Regions from separate parts of the Macaca mulatta genome. Here region 1 is linked to region 2. A link is a contact called in public Hi-C data. All regions are on one chromosome and are shown on one strand. The core of a region is the stretch at or near the end of the contact, and the rest is flanking DNA. Distances in the headings are between cores, read along the strand shown. Region 1 overlaps SPSB4 (splA/ryanodine receptor domain and SOCS box containing 4). Region 2 holds the start of SLC25A36 (solute carrier family 25 member 36).

What was found. A called contact is a pair of places that touch in the nucleus more often than the background predicts.
Region 1: a Hi-C map of fetal cortex germinal zone shows a contact between it and region 2, with 2.5 times the contacts expected there. The contact joins the enhancer-like site here to the promoter of SLC25A36 in region 2. A contact is called at or near these places in 2 of 14 Hi-C or Micro-C datasets (fetal cortex germinal zone and fetal cortical plate).

The regions. Positions count from the first base shown.
Region 1 is chr2:44,090,388-44,093,087 of T2T-MMU8v2.0, reverse strand. All of the region lies in intron 2 of SPSB4 (splA/ryanodine receptor domain and SOCS box containing 4), which reads right to left. Among named protein-coding and RNA genes, the nearest start is that of SPSB4, 44 kb to the right of the region's middle. Within about 2 kb of position 1,422, at least 14 of the 40 cell types and tissues checked have an H3K27ac peak or open chromatin away from gene starts, as enhancers often do. A contact at or near this core is called in fetal cortex germinal zone and fetal cortical plate, where this site is marked.
Region 2 is chr2:43,940,893-43,943,805 of T2T-MMU8v2.0, reverse strand. It overlaps SLC25A36 (solute carrier family 25 member 36), which reads right to left and starts at 1,309. Exons shown (of 7, transcript XM_015132003.3): 1 at 1,038-1,309. The coding sequence starts at 1,078.

The DNA.
Region 1 (2,700 bases), core at 173-2,672, 150 kb before region 2:
AAAGTTAAAATGAATATGTTTTAATTAAACACCTACCAAAAAAAAGAGCATTATGTCAAGAAGTCACATGCAACTTGGATCCTAGTTACACATCCATTATGTTTAATGTAGGATGCTATATACTTTAATATGTTTACTATGATGTTAACAAATACGTGAGCAGCACATGCTGGAAAAAGAGAGAGAGCACAAAGAATATGGAATTAGAAACCCAAATGGTCTCCATACTCTAGGAAATCTGTCATAGTGCAGTTAGATGGAACCCATTAGGAATTCCTGTAAAGTCCTGTTTTTAGGCCTTGGAGATCAATCCAGCTGGCAGGACAGGGAGAGCTGGCCTGGCAATATGTTCCATGAAAGAGAGTCACAAGTTCTCTGAGACAGGGCAATATGAGCTGGCTGTTCAATTAGCTAAGACTAACAGAGGCTGCATCAAAAGAAGTATAAGGTCCAGATGATGGGAGGTGAGGGTCCTACTACAACCTGTGTTTTAGGAGGTCCCAAGTGTCTAACACGTCATGTACCTCCTTTGGTCACTACATTCATGTGCCATGTTATTCAGCTATTTAGATGTTTCCCCTTGTGCTCCTGGGTGGTTGTCACATTCTAGGTTTGGCTCCTTTTCTACAAGGAAGCATAAAAAAGGCTTTCGGCTGACGCAGAAGGTACCTCCGGTTTTTCTGCCTCAGGCATTATTCCTACCTCTGTTCTTCCCCCACTTATCTACCTGGACCCTTCCTGGCTCCCCTGAGAGTTTTCTGGGACTTGGTGTTGTCAAAAGTCATATAAACCCTAATGTCATCTGGTTCTGTTGTTCCCCACGGCCACAGACATCAGGCAGAAGAAGGAAGTTTTTACGTTTAGCTGTAAGAAGGATGGATGAGGAAGACCTGTGCTCTTCTTGCCCAAATCCAGGCCTTGGGTCCCAATCCAGACTTGCTCTCAGGAGTCTCCTGGCTCTCCACTGAGTCTGGATCCAAGATCTCCAATAATCTCTGCCACATCTCCTCCCTGGGCCTCCCTCATCCTGGGAGAGTACCTCTGCCCACAGTGCCAGCTCCACCCCGGTTAGCCCCAGGCCCAGCCTCATAAGCAGAAAGCACTGGGATAGATTTTCCAGAATGTTCCGAGGGGACAGGACACAATGGGTCCAGGTCCTGGCAGCTTCCCAGGAAGTTTGGGTGGGCACAGGCCCTCCTCATCCATCCTTCTCACAGAGAGAAGCAAAAAATCCCTTCTTCTGCCTGATGTCCGGGGCAGTGGGGGACAACAGAGCCAGATGACATTAGGATTTATATGACTTTTGACAACACCAAGTCCCAGCAAAGTCTCAGGGGAGGCGGGAAGGGAGCAGGTGGGTGAGTGGGGAATGAATAAGTCTGTTCTGCGCCCCAGGACAGCCTCTTCCATTATGCATTTGTATTCATTCCGTAGCCATGGTGCTCCAGGCAGCGACCCAAACAATACAGAGGACACAGCTGTTGAGGAGCTTATAGTCTCAAATTTTCCGCCTCAGAGTAGCCCGGAAATCCCTTCCTGAACATGCCCTCCGCAGTCTCGGCAGCACAGCAACTCTCCGGGGACTGCGCAGGGCTGCGGCATCACCCTCACACCTAGCACACAGGCATACTGCTGCACGGTGGCTGAAGCGGTCTTCACCCCTACCCCTGGCCTGCCTCGGCCTCTTCCCCGCCTCTAACCCAAATACGGACGGACGAGACACACCCCGTTTGGCAGCAGAATACGCCGCCAGCCAGTGGAGGCTTTTCTCTCACATGATACAATGCATCCCTAGTGGTCTCTAAGGTACTTCCAAATCTCCCATGTTCTCTGGGAGGAGCAGTGCAGCCACAGAGAAAATGGATGAGGTCTTGGAGACAAGGGAAGCACAGGCAGGATAGTGGGCAAGTGACATCGGGAAGGCTTGTCCTCAGCCAGCTACAGGGTGAGCCAACACAAGGGGTAGCGTGAGGGGGCTGGAGAATGTGTACACCAACCCTCCAGACAGTGATTGAGGGCCGCTCCCAGGGGGCACAGGTGGGGGGCTGTGGGGGACTGGGGGTGGGGAGCGGGCAGGGCACAAGGGAAAACCTTCAGGCCAAGAAATAAGCCAGCATCTCAGTCTAGCAGGCAACCAGCTTCCTCCTCAGGGTGCAATAAGGCGGTTTCCACTTGAGAGCATTTTGTTACAGGACTTTTGGGGGTGGTTTAAAAAAAAGGCCCAGGAGTAAACACAATATCCAACCCATGTTTTCTTCAGGGCATCGTTAAAAAATTACCTCCTCTAAGAGGCCTTCCCTGAGTCTCTCACCAGCCATTCTCTGGGTTCAGGGCACAGAAGCGCATGCAACAAGCTGTCCAGCTCAGCTCCCTCCGAGGCGACTGACAGAGATAAGGAGCTGCCTCATCTCCCCATGGTCACCTGGAGAGGGCAGGAGCGGAGACTCTCCCCCGGATGTCCCATGGCAGCCAGTGCAGATCTGGAAACAGCCAGACACAAATGCAATGACTCATTCATTCACCAGGTTCCCATCCACCTGCTCTGCGCCGGCCCAGTGCTGGAGGCCAGAGGTGCACAGACCAACCAGGCTCACAGTCAGGTGAGGAGGGCCATGGCGGGAGAGGACTGGGAGCTGGAGGAGGAAGAGAAGGTGGCCATGAGAAGTGTCAGCCTCGGGGCAAACCATTGAGCCCCAGCTG
Region 2 (2,913 bases), core at 60-2,559:
CAAATAAGTAACTCTTAAAATTGCTATGATTCTCCAAATGATTTAGAAGAAACAAATCTAAACAGGAGGCTAAATTGGCAGCTCTAATACTCATGTTGGCAATCAGGGAACTAAGACTTTGGGCTTAGTCCTAATCTTGCACACACATAGTAACTATTAACACTATCTTCAAAAAATCTGACCTCTCTCCACTCCTACTTTCTCCTAAGCAGCAGAAAAGCAGACGGTGTACAAGAGGGGTGGTTTTCTCGAAAGGAATCTGACCCCAAAAGTACTCCAAAGCTTTGCACCCCATTCACCACCTCGAAAAGCTCGGGCAAGAAATTTTCCAAGGCCTAGAAACACCCTACAGCAACCACGGGAGAATACCAACGCCTTCCCCGCTGGATCCCGTAGCTCCCTTACCACCCACCCTGCAAAGCCGAGCCCGGAAATGAGCTGCCCGAGGTCCGAGGTGGGGCGTGAGTGACGTGCGGAGGCCCAAGCGCGCGGCAAGGAGCGAAGGCTGAAGGAGGCTCCGGCGCCCATTTTGTCCTCAGCCTCCGCACTTTCCGCCCCGTCCCCTTGGGCCATGCAACCTACGCGAAATCCGGAGCCAGGCTACTCAAAGCGGCCCTGCATCCCCGACACCCGCTAGACTGCGGCGTGCAGCCGGGTCCAGAGGCGGTCGGGTAATCAAGCGCCGACCCCAGTTCTCGCCGGCGTCTCCTGAGACGCTTGAACTCGGCCTCCGCCTCACTCCAGGCCCCGCGGGCCCAAACCTCACTCCCGGCCCGGGTTATGAAACCCTCAACCTTGTCTGCCTGGGCCTCTCTCGCTCTCGGGCCCGGGCCTCACCCCCTTGCTTCCCCGAACCGAAACCCCCTACGCCACCCACGGGCTGGGTCTCTCCCCTCACCCGCGGGCCCGTGGCTGCTACCCGCCCAGGCCTCACCCCCGCCCCCCCTCGTCCCCCTTCACCCCCCTTCGCCCCTCTCGCCTGCGTCTTCGGCCCCAGCACCCTCAGCCCCAGTGCGCACGCCCCGCCAGGACCGTACCCCCCGGCAAACAGATGCACTAGCGTGTCCCTCTGGCTCATTCTCTCTCCCGCATGTCCTTCGGGCGCTGAGGCGGGACGCGGATCTGGCCGCCCGCTACGGCAGGCGGCTTCGGTCCCGGACTGGAGACGCACAGCGCCCCGGGGACAGCGAGGAGAGCTGGCCGAGACGCGGCTGCAGAAAGCAACCCGGCACAGCCCTCCCCGCGGCACTCTAGCCGCCCCGCCGCCTGCCTAAGCGCGCCGCCCTCCACCGAAGGCTGAGAGAGACCCGGCGCAGCGCGACAGAGGGTGGGCGGGGGATGGTAGGGGGAAGATGACTATTTGATGGCCCCCGACATAAACAGAGGCTCCCATTGGTCTGAGCGTCGTGACGTCAAGCACTCTGCAGGGCTCTTTCACGTGATCCCTGTGGGCTCTCTCAATGAAAGGGGCCACGAGGCGTGGCCAGAGCGCGTGCCCACGGGGTGGTAGGTCACCGCGCCTCTCGCACCTGAGGCCTGGGGCGAGAGACCTGGAATGAACGCGACAATCACGGCTGCGCTCTCCTGAACAGGGAACTGGCGGGGCTGGAAAAATCGCCTTGGTTCCGGGTTCACAAGAGTATTACTTTGAAAAAATTGGATTTATGACCCAGCAATTCCCTTGGTGATAGGTCTATCTCAGAGTAACATTTCGCACAATGCATAAAAAGGTTTGTGCATGGATACTCCTGTACAGGCTCTCAAACAGTACAGAATTATGAACAATGCTTGTAGTAGCAGAAAATTGAAATCAGTGGGGGAATGAAATAAATCACGGAACATTCCTACTATGGAATATTATGTAATCGTGACAAGGGATGAGGTGATTCCATATGGCAAAAAATCTCCCGAGGTGTGTAATAAGTAAAAAAGGCAAGTAGAATTTAAACACTCGGGTTTATTTTTTAAATAATAAAGTAAAAGTTCATGGAAAATGGAATTAAAATATACAATTTAAAAATACAAACTTTGTTTTTCAACGTAAGCTTCATCAAGTTAAAAACACTTTGGTAAGTGATGATACCAGTTGTTTAGTCCATCTGTAAAGAATTGAGGGTTATGGGAATTTAATCATGAAAACGCAGGCTTTTTTACATTATTAACTGAAGAAAAATGGGTGCCATTTACAGATTTTTCACGATTAGAAAACAAAAATATGTCAGAAGGAGCCAGGTCAGGAATGTTAGATGGATACCTAATAGTTTCCCATCGAAATCCCCGGAAAAATGCCCTTATTTAAAGAGGAATGAGCAGGAACATTGTCCTGGTGGAGAAGGACTCTCGGGTGAAGATTTCGTAGGTGTTTTTCTGCTAAAGCTTTGCTTCACTTTCTCCTGTAATAAGCAGATGTTATTGTTCTTCGGCCCTCCAGAAAGTCAACAGGCAAAATACCTTGAGCATCCCAAAAAGCTGCTACTCTGACTTCGGCTCTTGACCAGTCCACTTTTGATTTGACTGGACCACTTGCACCTCTTGGTAACTATTGCTTTGATTGTGCTTTGGCTTCAGGATCATACTGGGAAAGCTATGTTTGATCTCCTGTTACAATTCTTCAAAGAAATGTTTCAATATATTGATCCCACTTGTTTACAATTTCCATTGAAAGCTCTGCTCTTGTCTGCAGCTGATTTGGGTGCAACATTCTTGCACCCATCACGTGAAAATTTGCTCAACTGCAGTTTTTCAGTGAGAAATGTATAAGTAGAACCAGTTGAGATGTCTATGGTGTTGTCTATTATTTGTGCTGTTAATTGCGGGTCCTCTTCAATTATGGCACACCGAAGAATAATCTTTTCCTCAAAAATCGATGTGGATTGTTTGCCACTGCAGGCTTCCTCTTCAACATTATCTCAT